2 separate regions of the Gossypium raimondii genome follow, and region 1 is linked to region 2. Evidence: chromatin contacts called from public Hi-C data. All regions are on one chromosome and are shown on one strand. Each heading gives the region's core, a stretch centred on a gene start, on an enhancer-like site or on the middle of the called end of the contact. The rest is flanking DNA. Distances are from core to core; before and after follow the strand shown.

The links. Hi-C and Micro-C count contacts between places; a contact is called where the count stands out from the background.
Region 1: a Hi-C map of leaf shows a contact between it and region 2, with 5 times the contacts expected there. The contact joins the promoter of LOC105778078 here to the promoter of LOC105777284 in region 2. A contact is called at or near these places in 2 of 2 Hi-C or Micro-C datasets (both in leaf).

What each region holds. Positions count from the first base shown.
Region 1 is chr10:26,615,217-26,620,831 of ASM2569854v1, forward strand. LOC105778078 (3'-5' exonuclease) reads right to left here and starts at 1,645. Exons shown (of 6, transcript XM_052621833.1): 1 at 1,334-1,645; 2 at 1,071-1,250. The coding sequence starts at 1,568.
Region 2 is chr10:26,401,081-26,407,493 of ASM2569854v1, forward strand. It overlaps LOC105777284 (methylenetetrahydrofolate reductase 2), which reads left to right and starts at 2,641. Exons shown (of 12, transcript XM_012600458.2): 1 at 2,641-2,799; 2 at 3,214-3,655; 3 at 3,732-3,792; 4 at 3,876-3,958; 5 at 4,055-4,228; 6 at 4,550-4,723; 7 at 5,252-5,352; 8 at 5,462-5,573; 9 at 5,956-6,036; 10 at 6,136-6,313. The coding sequence starts at 3,257. It overlaps LOC105778252 (glycine-rich RNA-binding protein 2, mitochondrial), which reads left to right. Exons shown (of 5, transcript XM_012601917.2): 2 at 477-600; 3 at 685-753; 4 at 1,287-1,393; 5 at 1,476-1,749. The coding sequence starts at 483. The coding sequence ends at 1,601.

The sequences.
Region 1 (5,615 bases), core at 395-2,894, 210 kb after region 2:
TGCATCCACATACTTTTATCTAACTTTTAGATCCTTTTAAGCCAATTCCAAGACTTAAAAAGAAAAACCAAGCATGCAGACACATACAAGTGTTGGATATCAATACCAGAGTCCACACAAGCCAATGTCTATAGTACCAAACAGATACTACTTTTCATGAAAGTTCAAGAGGGCAATACAGAAACCAGATAGACAAGTGACATGTTAGTAGAGGTGGTCAACCAAATCAGTATATTTAGCCATGAATTCTGTGTACTAGTACAAATTCAATATGTGCATGTTTCAATGCTATACTAAATGCAATCTGAGAATGATCTAAATAGACCACTTCTACCAGAAAGTAGACAAGATAAGGGAAAAACATGAATATAAATAACGGTTTGAAAGCATACAACCATTTAGGTTATCACAGTTAAGAGTATTTCAATTAAAAGGAAATGATCGGTAATGGCAACAGCAACTCATGAAACATGGATTAAAGAGCTATATTGCTTTGACTCTTTATTTTACTACAGTACCTGTATCCAACGCATATTTGGACAGGAGTATGGGATATTACCATTCGAGGATCTCCAAATACATTAAAAACATAGGAAAAAATTGAATATATCTGTGTTGGGAACTTACCCATATCCGGCACTCACACCTAAGGCCGAGTAATATAGGTAAAGAGTGCTTAGTTTCTGCTTTAAAAGAAATTATAGCAATGCTGCTTTATGGAAGAAAGGAAGAGGACAACACCAAACACAAGAGATATATATTTTGTTTCAAAATGTGGCATATCAGAACCACTAAACATCAAAAAAAAAAAATTAAAACTACAAAAAAAAAAAAAACACAATGCCAATTCTAGCATAAGTATTCCATCTAGAAATCATGCAATTTGAAAAAAATTCCAACTTTAAGTCTCAATTCTTTAAAATAATGATCAAAGATACCTTAGGGAGGTTTCATATTAACTTAAGAAATTTTCACATTTATTTGTTTTCACACTTTTTTTTCTTAGGAAACAAACAGAAAGGATTATATGAAATGAATGTAACAATACAAGGAGGGTAAAGGAAGCAAACCTTTTTGGAAAGAGGGCTTCCACTCAATATCAAACCCTAAAGCAACTTGACCCATTTCTTTCTTCTTAATTTCAACAATTTTTAATAGCTCCATTGCAGCATTTTCTACCTCATCTTCCGTAAAGCTATACAAAATATGACCTCCAAATCTCAACGGCGGATATCTAAGCCTTGTATTAGCTGCCAATCAGAAAAATCAAAGGGTTTACTATTAGTTCATTTATTTTAATTAAAAAACGGGTAAAGTAAGGGATAGGAAATACATTGACAACGAGCGAAGGAAGACGGAAAAGAAGGCGGGGGTGAGAGAATAGAATGAGGCAATTGGCGGCCGGTTTTGAGGTTATCTTGATGATGGACGGCGGACTTGCGTTTCTTGCTAGAAGATGAAGGAGGAGGAGGAGGAGTGGCTTCAATGGCATCCATTAGTCGGATCACGTCTTCAGTGAAACGGTCGTCCCAATCCAAACTGAAACTATTGTTTTCTTTGAATTCCATTTCTATATCTGAAATGGAAGTGAGGGGCGGAATTAGAGGGAAAGAGAGCTTAACGTTCAAATTTTGTTAATGGCGTCTGGTAGAGTAGTCGATGGGCCGATTTCGAAAAGTTTTTGCCAGGACTTGAGCCCATCCCAGTCCAATTCGCACAATATACTTTCTATATTAATATTCTAAATAAAAATCCTGACAAACTTTTTGTTTCTCCAAAATTTCTCTAAAAATATTTTTGTTAATAAGAAATCAAATCTTATATTTTCTCCAAAATTTGTTCTTCCTATATTACATTGCAACTAGGTATTGTTTGATAAATTGAAAAATCAAGTGAAAAAATTAAATTTTAAAAACATAAATACTAAATCTAAATTATAAAATTTATTTAATATATTATCTTTTTTTTAAATAACATAATATAGTGATCATTTTAATTACATAAAATTGAGTTATAACATGAAAGTAGATATTAATTTTATCTTCTGAATATAAAAATATTTAATATAATTAAAATTTAATTTGGAAAAACTTTTACACACTCTTAATTCTACTTAACAGAATATCTTATGCCATATGTTGTTCCCAGCATTAAAATTTAAATAAAATATATAAATATTTTAATAAATAAACATTTAGTATTTCTAATTTTATGTATATAAATAGAGTTATAACATGGAAAATAACCTAAGAATTAGAGATTTTTTATATTTTAATATAGAAAATATTTTTACAAACTCCTAATTCTGCTTAACCGATCTTCTACCAAATTTTAATTCTAATTTACATTAAAATTTAAACATTGTTATAAATATCTTATTAAGTGGATGTCCATTATGATCAAGATAAAGTTTTGATATGCTTTAAATTTTAATAGTTATTAGAATTAGATCTCTACTTCTTTTATACTTCTTATGTCTATAAATAAAGATTCTGATAAAGCATTGTAATCATCCTTTTGATTAATAAAATACATTCTCTGTTGCTTGCATATTTTCTTTGTTCTTTATTCTCTCCATCTCTCTTTAGTTTATAATACGTTATCAGCACAATGATTCTCTATATTTTTTCAAAATCTTTCGAAGTCATCCTACAAATCAAATTCTTTTTCACCTTAAACTTTCACCCTTACAAATTCATCTTCGGGATGTTGAAAGATTCAATCTCAGAATGGATTATGGTTTTTATTCCCGATCTTTGATTTATTGTACAAGCATGGTTAAAGTATAGATTTGGTAAGAAACTTTTATATTTCGACCATATGTTTTTTTTTAATTAAGGTATGACTACTATTAATTTTTATTTGACATAAATTTTACATTCGATGGTATTTGATTTTTGCCTTTCTAGGTTTTTTTTATGTAAAAGACATAATTGTTAATTAGATATGTTTGTTATTAATATGGTATGTTTCTCTATTATTAATTTTGGTAAATAACTCTTTTGAAGTGTTTTTTAATTAAGTTATATTATGCATTATATTTAGATGTTTTGATTATTAAATTCTTGTTATTAAATATTCTTGAAATTTTAATTATGGTGGAAAGTGTTATTAACCTACCATTGTTGATTAAAGGAAATTTGATAGGATTTATTTAGTCTTATTAATTTGCTAATGTTGAATGATTGTATGATATCTTTTAAATTGAATTTATAAATATTTAATTAGAGCAACATAATATTTTATAATATATATGTGATATTGAAATTTGGTACAATGTGTATCGGATAATTTTCAAGCATCGTTACGAAAATTTTGATTGTTTATTATATGATTTTTACAATTAGATTATAAATGTTACTACTGAAAATAAAGTTGTTTTACTAATTGTAATAGTGCTCGTGATTATAGTCAAGGTGATGACAATGATGATAAAGATCTTGGTATATTTTACTATGTTTTATTTATTATGTTATGTTTATTATAGTTGGAAAATAATCATGACAACATGAATAGATAGATTTTGATTTGAAATCTCACGCATGTTTGCGATAGTGATTATGAAAAAAGAATCTATTGGGATGTTTATAAGTCCATCCTACTAGATTTGTTACATTCCCAAGTGAATGTAAACATAAAGAAAATAAAAGATATAAGTATAGACCACTAAAAGTGGAAACATAGTAATAAATAAGAGAACAATGAGAGTTCTCAAGATAACTCTTCAAAGGGTAAAGATAACTTCATTATCAATGTGATATGAAATATTATTGGCCACATATGTGGCGTATGCCCAAATATTTTATTTCTATTAATATTCTTTGAGAAATGATATGAAAATGTAGTAATGAATTTTATCATTATAGATAGAAAATATTTATCTTATTTGGTACTAAAGCAACCAAATATTATTTCAATATTTGATAGTACAACATTAGTTGAAAGCTCTAGAAAAGCTAATATATCAATATCTAAAAAGTAAAAAGTTGTGATTTAATGCATTACTTTTAAAAGATATTTGTAATGGATCTCATATTGAGATTGTGAATGAGAAAATATTATATTTCATATGAATAAAAACTAGATTGGGTTATTAATTTATATTTATTTTATAATATTTGTGATATTCTTTTGTCATCATCCCCATTAAAGGATTGAAAGCAAAATATTTTCTTGTGAAAAATTACTTATGAGCAAAGAATATGATAATTCTATCTAAAGCTTATTATGGTTGGATGCACTTAAAGTTACAAGTTTTTTTAAAACTGTGAGTATAACTCTACAGTATTCAGAATAAGTTCTCAATTAAAATTACTTGGTAAAATATTACTTATAAGAACTTACAAGAGAGAAAATTTATGTATGAAAAGTCATTGGTTATGTACCTGTTGTATACCTGGAAAATAAGATCCACTCTCAAAGCTTGCTATTAATAGATTTTTGGGCATTTGAAGATTTTGGCATATCTACATATTGTTATTCGGAAATTATGTTTATTGACTTAGTGGCATTATAGACTTCACATTGATTGTAATAGCCTATTTTCAATGACATCAGAACAGTAGTTTCGGGACCACAAATTCGAGGTTGGAGGAAAATTTATTTTAATATTATTTTATAGCCTATGGTATGATAGGAATGTTGTATGAAAATTTCGTTAAGAAATTTCATTGATTACATGTCTAATTTGTTAAAAAGGACTAGATTGAAAAAGGTGCAAAACTTGTTAATTAAAAGAAATAGTGATTAAATAGTTCAAATGGTAAATAAGGAAGGACTTTAGGCATAAATATGTCAAAAGTATTTAGCTGGGGCGGCATGGGCTTAAAAAGATGACAAAAATAGTGTGAAATAAGGGCAAAATTAGAAATTTTGTCAAATTTAAAGAAATAAATGAAAATTAAAGAATTCTAGATATTTCTTCATCATTTTCAGTTCTAAAAACAATCATTGAAGAGGTTTTTAAGTTGGTTTTTCAATTTTTCTTCATGTAAGTCAAATCTGATTCGTTTCTTAAAATTTTATGTTTTTGTGATTGTTACAATTAGGTCCAATTAACATTTACCTTAGTTTTGATTTTATTGAAAATTTTGGAAGTTACAATTGATGAGTTCATATGATTTTAGTTATTAGATGATGAATTTGAGGTGTTTATGGGTATTTAAAAGTGTTATATTAAAGAGTTTTGAAGAAAACATGATTTAGAAATTAAATTGAAAAGATATTGAATTCATAGAAAATTTTGAATTTTATGGAATTCATGGGATTTCTGTTATCATGTATAAAAATTTCTAGGCTTGGAATGAAGATTAAATTTCATGAATTTCATTTTTCGAGCCTAGGGACAAAATTAGAATTAATCAAAAGTATAGGGGGCAAAATGGTACTTTTGCTTAAGATGTGAATTGGACTGAATTAAAATGATGTTAAACTTATTTATATAGATTCTAAAAGATCAAATAAGGAGTTAGATTGAGGAAAAGAAAAAGTATCGGATCAGTAGATTTTTATACACAAGCAAGTGTCGAGGTAAGTTCCTGTAACTAAATTGTGTGCTTTTATATATTTGAATTAAATGTTGTATATGTGAATATTGAATTGATAATTGTTATGTT
Region 2 (6,413 bases), core at 1,391-3,890:
TCTTTTTGAAGAAGGAATAAATATCTACGTAAAGCTGTTTATTATGAATAAAAAAGTTATAAATTCAATCATAACCTTGAATTCTTAATTTAATGCAATGATGGCGTAAAATGTATTGGCTCTCATATTGAACGACTGGGATTATTTTAATTTCTCTTCTGCTACTCGTATTGGCCTTCACTGAACTTCTTTACAGTGATCTTGTCTTTTTGTGTGTGTGTGTGTGTGCGCGTGTGCATTGTATCTTCATCCTGTTTCGCTGAATTACATTGATCTTGTATGTTCTTTGTAGGTATATTATGGACATATTTGTGAGATTGATTTACATGTTAAACCCATTCAGCTATAATCTAATAGGATTTATTTTTGGGATTTGCAATGTGGTGTTTTGTTTTTCTTGCTACTAACATGACATTTGTTTATGTTTGCGCTTCTTGTTGCTGGTGCTGTGAAAAAAAAAAAAAACGTTACATTAGCATATTATGGCATTTTCTAGCAAACTTGGAAGCCTTCTGAGGTTAAATGGGCAAATCCCAGCTACATCCATTCTTAGCTCTATTCACTGCATGTCCACATCAACCAAAAAGCTTTTTATTGGAGGTATTGACACATTGGATTCTTGGCTGAAGATTAGATGCAGATATCATTTATATTGTGTATTTGACTTGAATCTATGCTTCTTAGGCCTTTCATATGGAACTGATGATCAAACTCTCAAGGAAGCATTTTCCGGGTTTGGTGATGTGACAGAAGGTGAGTTGTATCACTAATGCTGATGATATTATGTTTTTGGTATTCTTATAAGTTTGACTATTGTAGTCTAGTATATAAATAGTAGCTTCCTTTTATTGTCAAGCAGATGAATGGGGTTCTTTTGTTCTATCTTCCCTCGGGCACGGGTTACTTGTAATAGCGCACAAACTGTGACTAGGAATTTTAATGTGTTTCGTAGGTGTTTGCTGTTGTTCATTTATTGTCTGTTTTGGATGCATAATGCATGGTTCGCATGTCTAGGCTCTATTCATAGGAGTTGTCCATTCTCGAAATGGTTACTAGTTTATCTCTAGAGATTCCTCATGGCAGAAGTTGAATGATGATGACTGCTGGTGAGCATGTAGCATTGTGTTTTAATTGAAACTATAACCGGGTTGCTTGTCTACTTGGTTAATGATTTTGGCCAGTGAACTTTGCGTTTTTTTCATGTCGTTTACGAATGATGGTATCTATTACAGATTTATAACACTTGCTTCTATTCACGTTCTCATTCTCTGATTTATGTTGGTCAGCTAAGATTATCATCGATAGAGACACTGGGAGGTCTAGGGGTTTCGGTTTTGTAAACTTTGCTGATGATGAATCTGCCAGCAATGCCTTGTCAGCCATGGATGGTCAGGTGAGGGAAAAAAGACATTGTTATATGAAACATGTTTCTGGTGAATCTGGTATTTGATTATTTTGTGGTACTGAAATTACAGGAACTCAATGGCCGAAATATTCGAGTAAGTTATGCCAATGAAAGACCTAGTGGCGGCCCTCGAGCTTATGGTGGTAATGGTGGTTTCCGTGGTGGTGATAGTTTCGGTAGGGATGCTGGTTACTAGGCTCTCGCATCAAAATCTTTCCATAATCATGTTCCTAGAGCTAGTAGATTTGATGATACAGTTATTTATATTCGAATTATATGCTAAAACTTATGCAACTAGTTTTCTGTAGTTAGAGGTTAATTAATTGTGATTTTGTCCTTGAAAACTTTATTTTTAATTAATAAATATTATATGTATAAAAAATATATCAAAAGAATTAGTTGATGTTTTTACAAAATAAGATATATTTAACATTTTGATAAAATATCAATTTTATCAAAAATATATTTTATTATATAACTGATAATAATTATTTAATTTTATAAATTAAAATAAAAAACTTGAAAATAATATATTTATTAATTAAAATATTAAATTAAAAAAAGCTTGAAACAATATAAAATAAAAATACAAATGCACTAAGAAGAGGAATCAAATTTGACATTCAAGCATAAAATCACTGTTAATTAACCATCTAATTGAAGTATTAATATATTAAAATAGTAATTAAAAATAAAAATAAAGCCTGAAACAAATAAATTAAAAATATAAATGTGAGGAAAAAAGATGTGAAACTTAAAAACAAAACCACCAAAAGATAAGACGTGTTAAAAAATAACTTTTTTAAAAATGGTATTTTTTATTAAATTCGGCCAAAAAAAGAATAATGAAAAGGTAAAAAGCTGATTCAGTGTACGAACTAAAAAGAGGGATGAAACTAAAACAATAAAATAATAGTGAGTTTTGGTAAGAAAGCGAAAATACAACCGCCAATTTTGTGATTCATTCCAAGCTGACGCTGTTTGTGGTTGGTAAGCAATACATACGACAACCGTATTGTACCTTATGGTCTAATTTCCTCTCACTCCCTCTACTTTTCTACTTTTTTTAATTTAAAAAATTTAATCTCTCATTTAAAAATCAAAGTCGTTAAATTTAAATTTATTATATATTTTCAAATTAAAGAGATTGGTTGTACTAAATTAAAAAAAAGTGCAAAAGAGCAGGGGCATAATAATTAAACCGTATGGAATTGACCATTAATGGGCAATTACTGAATTGAGAATGGGATAAGGCCATTGGGTTGTTGAGTGGGCAACAGAGTCATTTCAAAAGACACCAACCCCGATCCGTTCCGTTCCTCTCTCAAATACAAATACTCCCATTGCAATGCCTCCACCTCCCATCTCTCTCTTTACCAACCACAAACCCATTTGTGAGTCTCTTTTTCCTATTTTTCTGGGATATTTTTGTGTTTCCATGAATTTGGGACAATGTACTACAACATATGTTAGATTTGGACTTTCAGTCTTTGTTTAGTGCCTTGTTGATTCTTCACAATGTATTACTTAACAGTAGACCGCTTACTATAATTTTAGCTCATCTGATCTTTGACTTTTAGTTTATCATTCATGCTTTATCCTATACGATTTACTTTGAAAGGATTGATTTCAAGATTGCCCATGTTTATCTTCTTCTATGATGTTCAAAGTGATCGTTTTTGCTCTGAACCATCAGTTAATTCTTTTAGATTCAGATTCGGGTTTGGGTTTGTTTTGTTGCGACTTTCTGTTGTTCTTTTCTTGTTTTATCTCTTCAAACACCTCAGTTTCATATTGAATTCTTGCAGAAGTTGGTGTTGGTGACACTGAGAGTTCAAGATCCAATTAAAGATGAAGGTGATAGAGAAGATCCAATCTTTGCAAGAAGGGAAAGTGGTGTTTTCCTTTGAGTTCTTCCCTCCAAAGACTGAGGATGGAGTAGACAACCTGTTCGACAGAATGGATCGTATGGTTGCTCATAACCCGTCCTTCTGTGACATTACATGGGGTGCAGGTGGTTCCACTGCTGATCTCACTCTCGACATTGCTAACAAGATGCAGAATATCATCTGTGTGGAGACGATGATGCACCTCACTTGCACCAATATGCCCGTAGAGAAGATTGACCATGCTCTTCAGACCATCAAGTCCAACGGCATTCAGAATGTTCTTGCCCTCCGAGGTGACCCCCCTCACGGCCAGGACAAGTTTGTCCAGGTCGAAGGCGGCTTCTCCTGTGCCCTTGATCTGGTAAAGCCATTGCTCATTCTGCCCTGTTTTTATTTCTTAATATACATATGTTACCAACTTTTAATTCCTATTCTAGGTGAAACATATCAGATCTAAATATGGTGACTACTTTGGCATCACAGTTGCCGGTTATCCAGGTGCTTTTCATAGACATATATACATATATAAGAGGCTTGTTCATGTGGCTTTTGATTATTAATAGTTTGCTTTCTTTGCTCAGAGGCACATCCCGATGCCATAGGAAATGATGGTGTAGCCACACCTGAAGCTTATCAGAATGATCTTGCTTACTTAAAGAGAAAGGTTTTACTCTTTAACTCATTACTTGATTTGAAAATATTGTCTTAATTCTAATTTATATTGGTTAATTTTTGTGCTAAAATCTTCTTTACTACATAGGTTGATGCAGGAGCTGATCTGATTGTTACTCAACTGTTTTATGATACTGATATCTTTATCAAATTTGTCAATGACTGTCGCCAAATTGGAATTAACTGTCCTATCGTGCCGGGTATTATGCCCATTAATAACTACAAGGGTTTCTTGCGAATGACTGGCTTTTGCAAAACTAAGGTATGCGGTATAACATGATATTTTTGAGCATTAAATAGTATCAATTTAGTAAAATTTATTCAAATAGTGCATGTACTAGTTGGATGTTTTTGCATAAAGGAAATGAAAGCAGCATCATTCTTCTCAAAAGGCTAAAAGATACAAGATTCTGAAGGCCTCTAATTTGGAAGTGCATCCCACTTCATTCTGATGCACTCTTTGCTTGTTTTTTCTTGGCAACTGATTATTACAACTGCTTATAAAGAGTGGCCACAAAAGCTATTTTTGGTGGCAATTTCTGTTAACATTTTTAAAATGTAACACCTGCATGGCTCATTGTAGATACCAGCTGAGATTACTGCTGCCTTAGAGGCTATCAAGGACAACGAAGAAGCTGTCAAAGCCTATGGAGTTCACCTTGGAACAGAAATGTGCCGCAAGATTTTAGCTCATGGGATTAAGACATTGCACCTTTATACATTAAACATGGAGAAATCTGCATTAGCTATCCTAATGGTTGGTTTTTGTTATCCCATATTATATCATTATTTTGGCATGTAGAGGTGATTATGGAATAGCATTTACTTCTTTAACTTTGAAATTTAGAAAGGAAAATTCTTGAACTAGTATGTAGTTCAAGATTTCTTCCTCCTTCAAATTGAACACTTGCAGGGTTAATAAGAACTCTTAAACTACATATTTTTGTTCTTCACTTATTTTAGAAAACCTTTAACTGCCTCTTAGCATTTTCAGTGTCAAGCTTTCCTGTCGTTTACTTTCAAATAATTAGGTGAATATCAGTTCAAATAATGAAGGAAAGCAAAGACAGGCAAGTATAGAATAAGATTGGGGTTTACTCACAAATTTCGTTAAAATGACTTGCTGTTCAATTTAAGATAAACTGTAAGGAACTTACTTTTCTTCTATTGAAAGTAAATGATAAATGAATTTTGGCAATAGTTTTGGGTCAGCTACATTTATCTTTATTTTCCAATGTATTATCACTTCATTTGCACCATGCTAATCATAGGCTTATGTTGGCAGAATCTTGGATTGATTGAAGAGTCCAAAATTTCAAGGTCCTTACCTTGGAGACGCCCTGCAAATGTTTTTCGTGTTAAAGAAGATGTTCGTCCAATATTTTGGTGTGTGATAGATGTTGAACTTCAATGTCTTTGGCTATATATCTTCAGTTTAGTGCGTTATAATATTAAATATTCATGGATATCTGACGCTTCTAGCTAATGATGGCAGGTCTAACCGTCCTAAGAGTTACATAACCAGGACTATTGGTTGGGATCAGTTCCCACATGGGCGATGGGGTGATTCTCGAAATCCGTCCTATGGTGCACTAACAGACCATCAGGTACACAAAGTGGTTGAACCTTTGCCCTTTTCTTTTGTTTGGTATAAATGATATCAAAACATCTTTGATGCATTAAATTTCTCTTGGAGTTACTATTGATTATATGAAACCTCAATTTGAATAGTAAATGTCAAATACATTTATAAGTAGTATATGCTAGATGCTCATAGGAATTTGATAAATTAGTTAAACGTTTGATTTTTTTTTCTATTTTTTTATTCTTGCGACTCATACATTTGTTTTCATGTAAGAAGTTATTCGTTTTTATGATATTGTTTTATTGCTCAAATATTGATATGTCGAGCACTATAGTTTGGTCAGGGAACTGTTGCCACTAGTCATTAGTTCTTTTGTATGACCAAAGTGATTAATTTCTTAACAGTTCATGAGGCGTCGAGCACGTGACAAGAAACTTCAAGAAGAATGGGCTACCCCATTGAAAAGCATTGATGATATTCAAGAGGTACTAGAATTTGTTGCTTGGAATCTATTCAGTCTTTTCTAGTTTTATGTCAGTCAAATATAATTATGATATTGTTCATCTCGAACTGGTTTTTGTCAGAAATTTAAAAGTTTTTGTCTGGGTAAGTTGAGAAGTAGTCCTTGGTCCGAACTGGATTCACTTCAGCCTGAGACAAAGATCATACATGAACAGCTGGGAAAGATCAATTTGAAGGGTTTCCTTACTATCAATAGCCAACCTGCTGTCAATGGTGAACTCTCTGATTCTCTATCTGTCGGTAAGTACAAGTGTTAGACTTTAAAGAAGGAACTGAATTATGTATTTTATTGAGCATACAATTGGAAGATTATCCAAAGAAACAGACTGCTATTTAAACT